Linked DNA regions of Pan troglodytes: region 1 is linked to region 2. The links are chromatin contacts, called in public HiChIP or PLAC-seq maps. All regions are on one chromosome and are shown on one strand. Each heading gives the region's core, a stretch centred on a gene start, on an enhancer-like site or on the middle of the called end of the contact. The rest is flanking DNA. Distances are from core to core; before and after follow the strand shown. Region 1 holds the start of MRPL20 (mitochondrial ribosomal protein L20). Region 2 holds the start of TMEM240 (transmembrane protein 240).

Region 1 (4,258 bases), core at 1,424-3,923, 140 kb before region 2:
TTTTGTATTTTTAGTAGAGACAGGGTTTCGCCACGTTGGCCAGGCTAGTCTCCATCTCCTGCCCACCTCAGCCTCCCAAAGTGCTGGGATCACTGGCGTGAGCCACCCTGCCCAGCCATGGCTTTCTTTATTCTGTCAGACAGAGTCCTGCTCTCACCTAGGCTGGAGTGCAGTGGTACCATCATAGCTCACTGCAGCTTCAAACTCCTGGGGGCTCAAAGTGATCCCCCTGCTTCAGACTCCTCAGTAGCTGACACTACAGGTCTCTGTACCACCACACCCAGCAAATTTTATTTTTTTGTAGAGAGTGGTCTATGTTGCCCAGGCTGTTGCTGGCACTATTCCTAGGCACAATCCCATCACTCATCAACATGGGAATTGTGACCTGCTCCGTTTCCAGCCTGGGCTGGTTCACCCCTCCTTAGGCAACGTGGTGGTCCCTTGCTCCCAAGAGGTCACCATATTGATACCAAACTTAACATGGACACCCCATCAGCATAGCAAACTACTGCCCAGAAGTCAGTCTCCAGGGATCCTCTGGCCTCAGCCTCCTGATTAGCTGGGACTACAGGAAGCACCACCACGCCCAGCATGATGGTTTCTGCAGATGTCCAGAATTTCAGTGGGACCCACACACTCACCCATACCTTAACTAAATTCCCAATGAGCGCTGGATACTTCAGTCCATGTTCCTGGCTAGCAGCTGTAATTCGATTAATCCAGAGCTGAAATAAGAAAACATGAAGATACTTAAAAATGACTTCTGGATGTTATGTCCCAGCAAAGCCTCTAATTGATCTAAAGAATATTTTTCTAAAAGTAAATAGCAAAATCAGTGAGCTATGATGGTGCCATCACTCTGGCCTAAGCGAAATCAAGACCCTGTTTCAAAATTAAAAACAGCAAAAACCCGGCTGGGCACGGTGTCTCACGCCTGTAATCCCAGCACTTTGGGAGGGCAAGGCAGGCAGATCATTTCAGATCTGGAGTTCGAGACCAGCCTGACCAACATGGCGGAACCCGGTCTCTACTAAAAATACAAAAAATAGCTTGGTGGCGCACACCTGCAGTCACAGTTACTCGGGAGACTGGGGCGGGAAAAATCGCTTGAACCCGGGAGGCGAGGTTGCATTAAGCCTAGATGGCGCCATTGCACTCCAGCCTGGGCGACAGCGCAAGACTCAGTCTCGGGGTAAGAAAAAAAAACCGGGGTACGTTAGATGCTAGGTTCATGAGGCTGAGGCGGGAGTGGTGAGGCGCAGTAATGAGGCGGCACGTGGACAGAGCGGAGGCGCCAGCCTCCCAGAAATGCGGGGGGTTCCGGGTGTGCAGAGCTTGGCAGCAGGCGTGGTCTCTTCGAGGAGCACCACGGCAGCAGATAGTAGCCCTGGAGGGTTGGCAAGGGGCTGGGTTGACTTCAGCTGCCAAAGGGAAGGGAAGCCACCGGAGGGATGAGAGCAGCAGCGACTAGGGCGGTGGCTGGCGACGCAGGGAGAGTGGCAAGGCGGCTCTGCAGTGGCCCGGGCGAGGGGCTGGAGCAGCGGGTGACAGTGGGGGTGGCGGCGGGGCGGGAGAACGGATGTCCCACAGTTTGCCTGCGGGGCGACATAATTTGTCGGAGTTTCGAAGCAAGGTATGAAAGGAAGGGGCTGAGGGTGGCCGGGCGGCTGCACACTAGCTGGGTCGCGGCGCAGAAACGCAGGGGCCGCGAGCGCGCTGGCCGGCGGGTGTCCCGGGTCCACGCTTACGGTCCTCATGTTCTTTTTCTTCAGGTATCGGGCTTTGGTGCATTTCACAAAGGCTCGAATCACGGTTCTGACCGCCAACCTGTAGCAGCGATTTTTCCTTCCCCGGAAGTGCTGGGTCAGAAAACGAGAAACCAGGGTTGTCAGCGGGGCCCGCGCCGGCCGCCCCTTGGCCCGCGGGATACCCCGGGCGCCCAGTGCCCAGGCCGGGCGGGCGGCACTCACCCTGGCGTGCTTCAGCACCTCCTGGATCCGAAAGTAGCGGTCGGTGACCCGATTCCGCAGCCAGAGCTGCGCGGTGAGGAAGACCATGGCGCCTGCAGGCCGGCGTCCCGGATACTCAACAACGCACGCGCCGCGCCGCTGCCATCTTGCCCGCGTCGGAAATGGTGGTCACGAGCGCTTCCGGGTCAGCCCCTGCGATACTTCCGGGGCGAAGGTCGTCTCCCGTCAGCCCGCGGGTGCCCAGTTGTGCTCCTGAACTCGCAGTGGTGGCGCGTGTTGGGGAGCCGATGTGGGGCCGCGGCGGGGTCTGAAAGGAGAACGGGGCCGCAGCGCCCGTGGCTATTCGCGGACGATGGATAAACAGCAACGCAGCGCGGACCGTCCCGGAGCACGGCCCCGGCCGCAGCTGTGGCTCCGAGGGCGCCGTGAGGGCAGCGGACCCGGGTCGGGGGCCCCGCGGCCGGGGAGCTCGGGTGCGGCGCGGGCAGGGAGGGCCAGGCCGCCCCCTGGGGCCACGAGGATGTTCAGGAACCGAGGTGGAGATGGTCGCATCGGTGTGAAAGTGCCCGTTGCCTCTGAACCTTGCACTTTGTTTACTTACTCATTTTGAGACGGGGTCTCGCCCGGTCGCCCTGGCTGGGGTGCAGCGGCCCGACCTCGGCTCGCCGCGGCCTCTACCTTCCTAGTAGCTGGGACGTCAGGCGCGCGCCGCCACGCCCGGCTAACTTTTTGTGTTTTTTGTAGAGGGGGCGTCTTCCTGCGTTGGCCAGGCTGCTCTGGGACTGCTGGCTTCTGCTGGGATTACGGGCCTGAGCCACCGCGCCATGCCTGGAAATTCTAAGCTTCGAAATGGTAAATGTGATCGCTGTGGTGCTGATGCCTGTAATCCCAGCACTTTCGGAGGCCGAGGTGGGAGGAACACTTGAGTCCAGGAGTTCAAGACCAGCCTGGGCAACATAGTGAGACCCCATCTCTACAAAAAATCAAAAAGAAATTAGCCGGGAGCGGTGGTGGCGCGCGCCTGAGGTCCCAGCTACTCAGGAGGCTGAGATGGGAGGCTCGCCTGAGCTCTGGAGGTGGAGGCTGCAGTGAGCTTAGATTGCACCACCGCGCAACAGCCTGGGCAGCGGAGCCAGAGTCTGTCCCAAAAAAAAAGTTTTATATTATGTGTAATTTTATATTTCTGCTATATTATCGAAAAATTGGAGGTGTGCAGTTTCTTTATAACAGTTTATTATACTTGGATATTTTTTAAATCATACAAGAGTTGGAATACAAGTACAAGGAAAACTCCCCAGTGTTCGCTACCAAAATGTGCCAGCTGTTTTCATTTGTTCCATTTGTTTAATACTCTCGAACCAAATTCACCTACTGTTTACGTTTTGCTCCATTTTTGAATCATTCTCTCTGTAAATATAAACATAATGGATTTTTTTCCTCAACCATTTGAGACGCTGGAGACACCTAAACACTTTGCTGTGTATTTACTCTTAGGAACCACACCGTACAATGGTCAAAATCCGGACCCAGCCCACAGTCCAGATTTAACTCGCCTCAAATGTCTTTTTTACCTTTTTTCCCTGTTGAGGATTCAGTCCAGGATGACGCACTGCATTTGTTGTTGTGTTTTTTGTTTTGTTTTGTTTTTTTCTGTTTTTGAGACGGAGTTTCGCTCCGTCGCCCAGTCTGGAGTACAAAGGTGCGATCTCGGCTGACCGCAACCTCTGCCTACCCGGTTCAAGCGATTCTCCTGCCTCAGCCTCCCGAGTATCTGGGATTACAGGCGCACACCGCCACTCCCAGCTAATTTTTGTATTTTTAGTAGAGACGGGATTTCACAATGTTGGCCAGGCTGGTCTCAAACTCCCGACCTTAAATGACCAGGCTGACCAACATGGTCAGCTACTCAGGAGGCTGAGGCAGGAGAATTGCTTGAACCCGGGAGGCAGAGTTTGCGGTGAGCCGAGATCCTGCCATTCATTGCACTCCAGCCTCGGAAACTAGCAAAACTCCATCTTAAAAAAAAAGAGGAGGCCGGGTGCAGTGGCTCTGCACAACACTTTGGGAGGTCGAGGCAGGTGGATCACCTGAGGTCAGAAATCCGAGACCAGCCTGGCCAACATGGTGGAACCCCATCTCTACTAAAAATGCAAGAAGTAGCCGGGCGTGGTGGCGGGCCCCAGTAATCCCAGCTGAGGTGGGAGAATTGCTTGAACCCGGGAGGCCAAGGCTGCAGTGAGCCAAGATCGCACCACTGCACTCTAGCCTGGGTGACAGATCAAGACCTT
Region 2 (4,646 bases), core at 22-2,521:
TTCCTGCCCCAGCCCTGATGAGGCTGGCTTGGGTCTCCACTGTGGACATCACACTGGGCTGCGGCTTTCCGGCCTCCAGGCTGGACCAGGAGGCCGCGTGACCCATTCCGCCATCACCCTGGAGGCCTCTAGGAATGGCGTCCTAAAGCCATGCGCCCCCAGGAGACCCCCCCACCTTGAGACAGCTCCTCCCCCTGCGCACCTGGCAGCCCTCAAGGGTGGAAGGCGGCTCGCGGCCTGCGTGGGGCTGGCTCCCCCGCGCCCCGAGTGGGCCCCGCCACACATGTGCGCTCACGCGTGTCGAGCCGGCGCCGGTTGCGGACTCACCGGCCACAGTTGCAGTGGCAGACGCGGTCCTCGCCCCGCAGGTGCGGGAGGATGTAGTTGTGGAATCGGTCCAGCAGCGCGTTCATGTCCATCAAGCACGCGATGGCCTGGAAGAGCTCATGACCGGTCAGCGCCAAGGAGCGGGAGGGACGAAGGGGGGCTGGGGGTGGGGAGCGCAGGCCGGGGTCGGGGCAGCGCAAGCGGGGAGCGAGAGTGCAGGCCGGGGTGAGGGGAGCGCAGGCCGCGGTGAGGGGAGCGTAGGCCTTGGTAGGGGGAGCGCAGCGGGTATGGGGATCGCAGGCTGGGGAGGGGAGCGCAGGCCGGGGTGGGGGGAGCGCAGGCCCGGGAGGGGACCGCGGGCCGGGGAGGGGGAAGCGCAGGCCGGGGTGGGGGGAGCGTAGGCCGGAGAGAGGAGCGTAGGGAGTGTGGGGATCGCAGGTTGGGGAGGGGAGCGGAGGCCGGGGTGGGGGGAGCGCAGGCCGGGGAGGGGAGCGCAGGCCGGGGAGGGGAGCGCAGGCCGCACGGGCGGTAAACAAGGCGCGGGAGGTGGGCCAGGCGGCGCGCGCGGGCGGGGAGCAGGGGGCGCGCGCGGGAAGCCCCTCCGCTCACCATCACGACCGACGCCCCCAGAATCATGAAGATCATGGTGTTCGCGCTCATGGACATCGGGCGGGGCCGGGCCGGGCCGGAGCGCCGCCCCCCGGCCCCGGCGCCCCCCCGGCCCCGGCCCGATGCTGAGCCCCCGCCGCCTCCGCAGAGGTCAGCGCTTCCCTGGATCGTCCGCCGCCGCTCGCTGCAACCCCGGCACCGGCCGGGGGGAGGAGGCGCGGGGGGGGGGGCGCCGGGGAGGGACGCGGGGCCTTTCTGGGGTCTCTCGGCCCGGCCCGCCGCGCTCCGCTCCGCCCTCGGGTCCTCCCTGCGATGCGCTCGGCTCGGCTCGACTCGGCTCTGCTCGGCTCCGGCCCCCTCCCTGCCTCCTCCTCCCTCCTCCCCCCTCCCTCCCCGCCGCCTTCCTCCGCCTCTCGGGAGGGACCGCGCAGACCGCAGGCCGCCCCGTGCCAGCGCCGGGAGGAGACCGCCATCCCCCGGACCCCTCCCCGGGAACCTCGGCTTCGTGTCCCGCCCCAGTCTGGTCAGACCCAGCCCCGGTGGCCTGTCCAGTGACCCTGGACGCCAGTCCTCCGGTCCTGGAGGGGCGCCGAGGCCCTTCCCGCCCCACTGCTCCGCCCTACGTCCTGGACTCCCAGGTCGCCGGGTGCGGGACTGCACCAGTCCGCTCGGCAAGCACGTGCCTCCAGGGTGGGGTCCGCAAGGTCGCGACAACCCCACGGCCGTGGGGGCCACAGGTCAGGGACGGGATGACCCCTGGAATCCTCAATGGAGGGATGTGGCACAGGAGCTGAGGGCAGGGCCGCCCCGCACAGGCTTCCCTTAGGGCGGGGACGAGGGGGTCAGCCTAGGCCCATGGGTCGGGACGCCTGCCATTCAGAGGCCCCAGTGGCCACCACTCCACTCTGGCTGTCCCTGGCTCAGGGTCCTGAGGCCAAACTCTCATCCACGACCAGTGACCATGTCTCAGGCCCAGGAGCCGACCCCCGGCCTCAGCAGGAAGTCAGCAGGAAGCTATGCCTGGGACCCAGCCTGGGCCGTGGGGCCATCCAGGCTCACTGCAGCCTCCACTCCTGGGCTCAAGCGATCCTCCCGGCTCAGCCTCCCCCGTAGCTGGCCTTGGGGGATCCCCGCCCCGGGGGGGTTCCACATGGAGAGGGGACGCCACTCCACCACAGGCAGCAGTTGTGGCAGGAGCAGGCGGCTTCTGCTTCAGGCAGCACAGGCACGGGTAGGCCCAGGCCCTGTCAGCACCACCAGGTCTGAGCTACACCTCCCAAGCAGTGGTCGGAGGTCACTAAGGGCGGCAGGGCTAGGCCTCTGCCACCTCCTCAGGGGCGAGGGTCGGGCCAGGAATTCAGGACCAGGCACAATGACAGCAGCATCTGTTTATTGACAATTCCAGGTCATTCCTAACACGCCGCAGCAGGGCTCTGTACAGTCCGGCCGGGTGGGGAGGAGGGAGGGAAGGCAGGCACACGAAGACACAGGTATGTCGGGAAGTGCACACAAACCGTTGTCTTTCCTTTTTGGTTAAAGAAGAAAAACTTTGTAATCAATATCCCGCTCATAAGTAAAAGTGGAAAAGAAGAAACTTGATTGCTTTCATCTGGCGTTTTGGCATCTCCTCTCCCATTTCATATGCACAGTTTATTTGGGTAATGCTACCGTCACCAGCAGAACACCTGTAAGTAAAAACAAATGTCAGGAAGGAAAAAGTATGAACAACAGGAAGCTCCAGAGGCGGCTCCATGCAGGCGCTGGGCTCAGTAGAAGCAGACGGTGTGCAGAAAGGTGCGGCCACTCTTCTCCTCGAACTCCTGCAGCAGCTCGTCGATCTCGTTCTCCATGTCTTCCGTGTGCTGGATCTGCAAGGACAGGACCGTGGTGAGGGCCTTGCCCACTCCTGCCTGTCTGCTCCCCCTTAACACCTACGCCAGGCCTGAGCCAGCAGAAACCAGCGCAGCAGGCAGGCCCTCACCCCACCGCTGCTGCCTCACAAGGACGGCCGGAGGCTGCAGGGGGAGAGCTTCCTGGGCAGCCCCAGGCCCTCGCCTGGTGTGGAGCAGGAGGCAGCCCCCACCTCCCCACCGACCCTCACAGGACCTGAAGCTGGGAGGAGCCTGGAGCTGGATTCTGAGAAGGGCCCAGCACGGAGACCTGGCGGCCGGGGCTCAGACCCACACATGCACAGCGGGGCCGACCAACCCTCACCGCCAGCGCTTCCACACCACCACCAAGCGAGCAGGGGCAGCCTGGTCATCGGAGCATCCTGGCCTCCATCCACCAGAGCCCCTGGCAGAGGGCTGCTGCCCCAGAGTGAGCAGGCCCGGCTCCGAGGCACACCTGCCCTGGCACCGGCAGCTCGTTACTTGCCATCTCCACTGTCCCCTGGTCCCCAACCTTGGCCAGCACCCAGTGCCTCTAAGCAAGGAGCGGCCTGTCTGTGACTCAGCTCTGGCCAACGTGACCCAAGCAGAAATCGCACAATAACTTCTGGGACGAGATTTTCCCATGACCTTTTCTCCTGCCAGGCGATCATGAAGACCGTCCCTGGCGCTTCAGCAGCCACACTGGACCGTGAGGCACGTGGGGACCAGAAGCTATGCTGGGTGGGCCAGGCGGAGCGCAGGAGCCTCTGCGGCCACACAGCAGCTTCTCCCAGCGCCTGCCCGCCTGGCTCCCGGGCTTTCCAAACACACCGTCTTCTTTCTTGGTGAAGCTGTTCTGTTTTTCTGTCTTTCACAGACATTCATCAAATCGCAGAGGCAGAGGCAGAGGCGGGACGGTGCGTGGGGCTCTCCTCAGGCAGGTCCTTTCGTCACAGCCCAGCACCTCCACGCCGCAGCAGGGTGGCTACAGAAGCCTTGGGGTGCCCCGGCCCCTCTGTGCAAGGGAGACATGCAGGGCCCACTGGGGAAGGCAGGTGTGCAGAAGGCCAAGTCCAGGGGTGGACGGCGGACACAGAGCCCTTGGCAGCCTCCAGGCTCACGTGGGGCTCACCTCCCACTGCACCGCATCCCAGAGAGCTGCATGCTCTGCTCACTGAGGTGGGGCTGTGTCCGCCACGGGGAAGAGACAAGGTACCAGGCATTCCCTGGAGCCGTGTCCTGGGAGAGGAACTAAGCCTGTGCTGGGGAGGTCCCTGTGCAGCATCTCAGCGTCTCTCAGCTGAGCAAAGGGCATTGGGGGGGGGGGCTCCTGTGCCAACGCTGGGGAGTGACTCACTGAACTACCAGCAGGCGCCCCCGACACAGGCGAGCTAAGCAGCAGACCCCGCCCCAAGGAGCAGGGCCGGCCTCAGGTCTCAGCCACTCCCCTCTGTCACAGCCTCAGGCCACTCCCCTCTGTCACAGCCTCAGGCCACTCCCCTGTCACGGCCTCGGCCACTCCTGTCACAGCCTCGGCCACTCCCCTGTCACAGCCTCGGCCACTCCCCTCTGTCACAGCCTCGGCCACTCCCCTGTCACAGCCTTGGCCACTCCCCTCTGTCACAGCCTCAGGCCACTCCCCTCTGTCACAGCCTCGGCCACTCCCCTGTCACAGCCTCGGCCACTCCCCTCTGTCACAGCCTCAGGCCACTCCCCTCTGTCACAGCCTCGGCCACTCCCGTCACAGCCTCGGCCACTCCCCTCTGTCACAGCCTCAGGCCACCCCGTGTCACAGCCTCGGCCACTCCCCTCTGTCACAGCCTCGGCCACTCCCCTCTG

Evidence for each region. HiChIP or PLAC-seq counts read pairs in DNA pulled down with a chosen protein or histone mark.
Region 1: an H3K4me3 HiChIP or PLAC-seq map of stem cell-derived excitatory neurons shows a contact between it and region 2, with 2.5 times the contacts expected there. The contact joins the promoter of MRPL20 here to the promoter of TMEM240 in region 2. A contact is called at or near these places in 1 of 7 Hi-C or Micro-C datasets (stem cell-derived neural progenitor cells) and 1 of 1 datasets of contacts at active chromatin or transcription factors (stem cell-derived excitatory neurons).

What each region holds. Positions count from the first base shown.
Region 1 is chr1:230,552,451-230,556,708 of NHGRI_mPanTro3-v2.0_pri, reverse strand. MRPL20 (mitochondrial ribosomal protein L20) reads right to left here and starts at 2,673. Exons shown (of 4, transcript XM_016952122.4): 1 at 1,971-2,673; 2 at 1,749-1,859; 3 at 648-725. The coding sequence starts at 2,057.
Region 2 is chr1:230,412,214-230,416,859 of NHGRI_mPanTro3-v2.0_pri, reverse strand. It overlaps TMEM240 (transmembrane protein 240), which reads right to left and starts at 1,271. Exons shown (of 4, transcript XM_016952210.3): 1 at 937-1,271; 2 at 328-434. The coding sequence starts at 993. It overlaps SSU72 (SSU72 homolog, RNA polymerase II CTD phosphatase), which reads right to left. Exons shown (of 5, transcript XM_016952220.4): 5 at 2,310-2,804. The coding sequence ends at 2,703.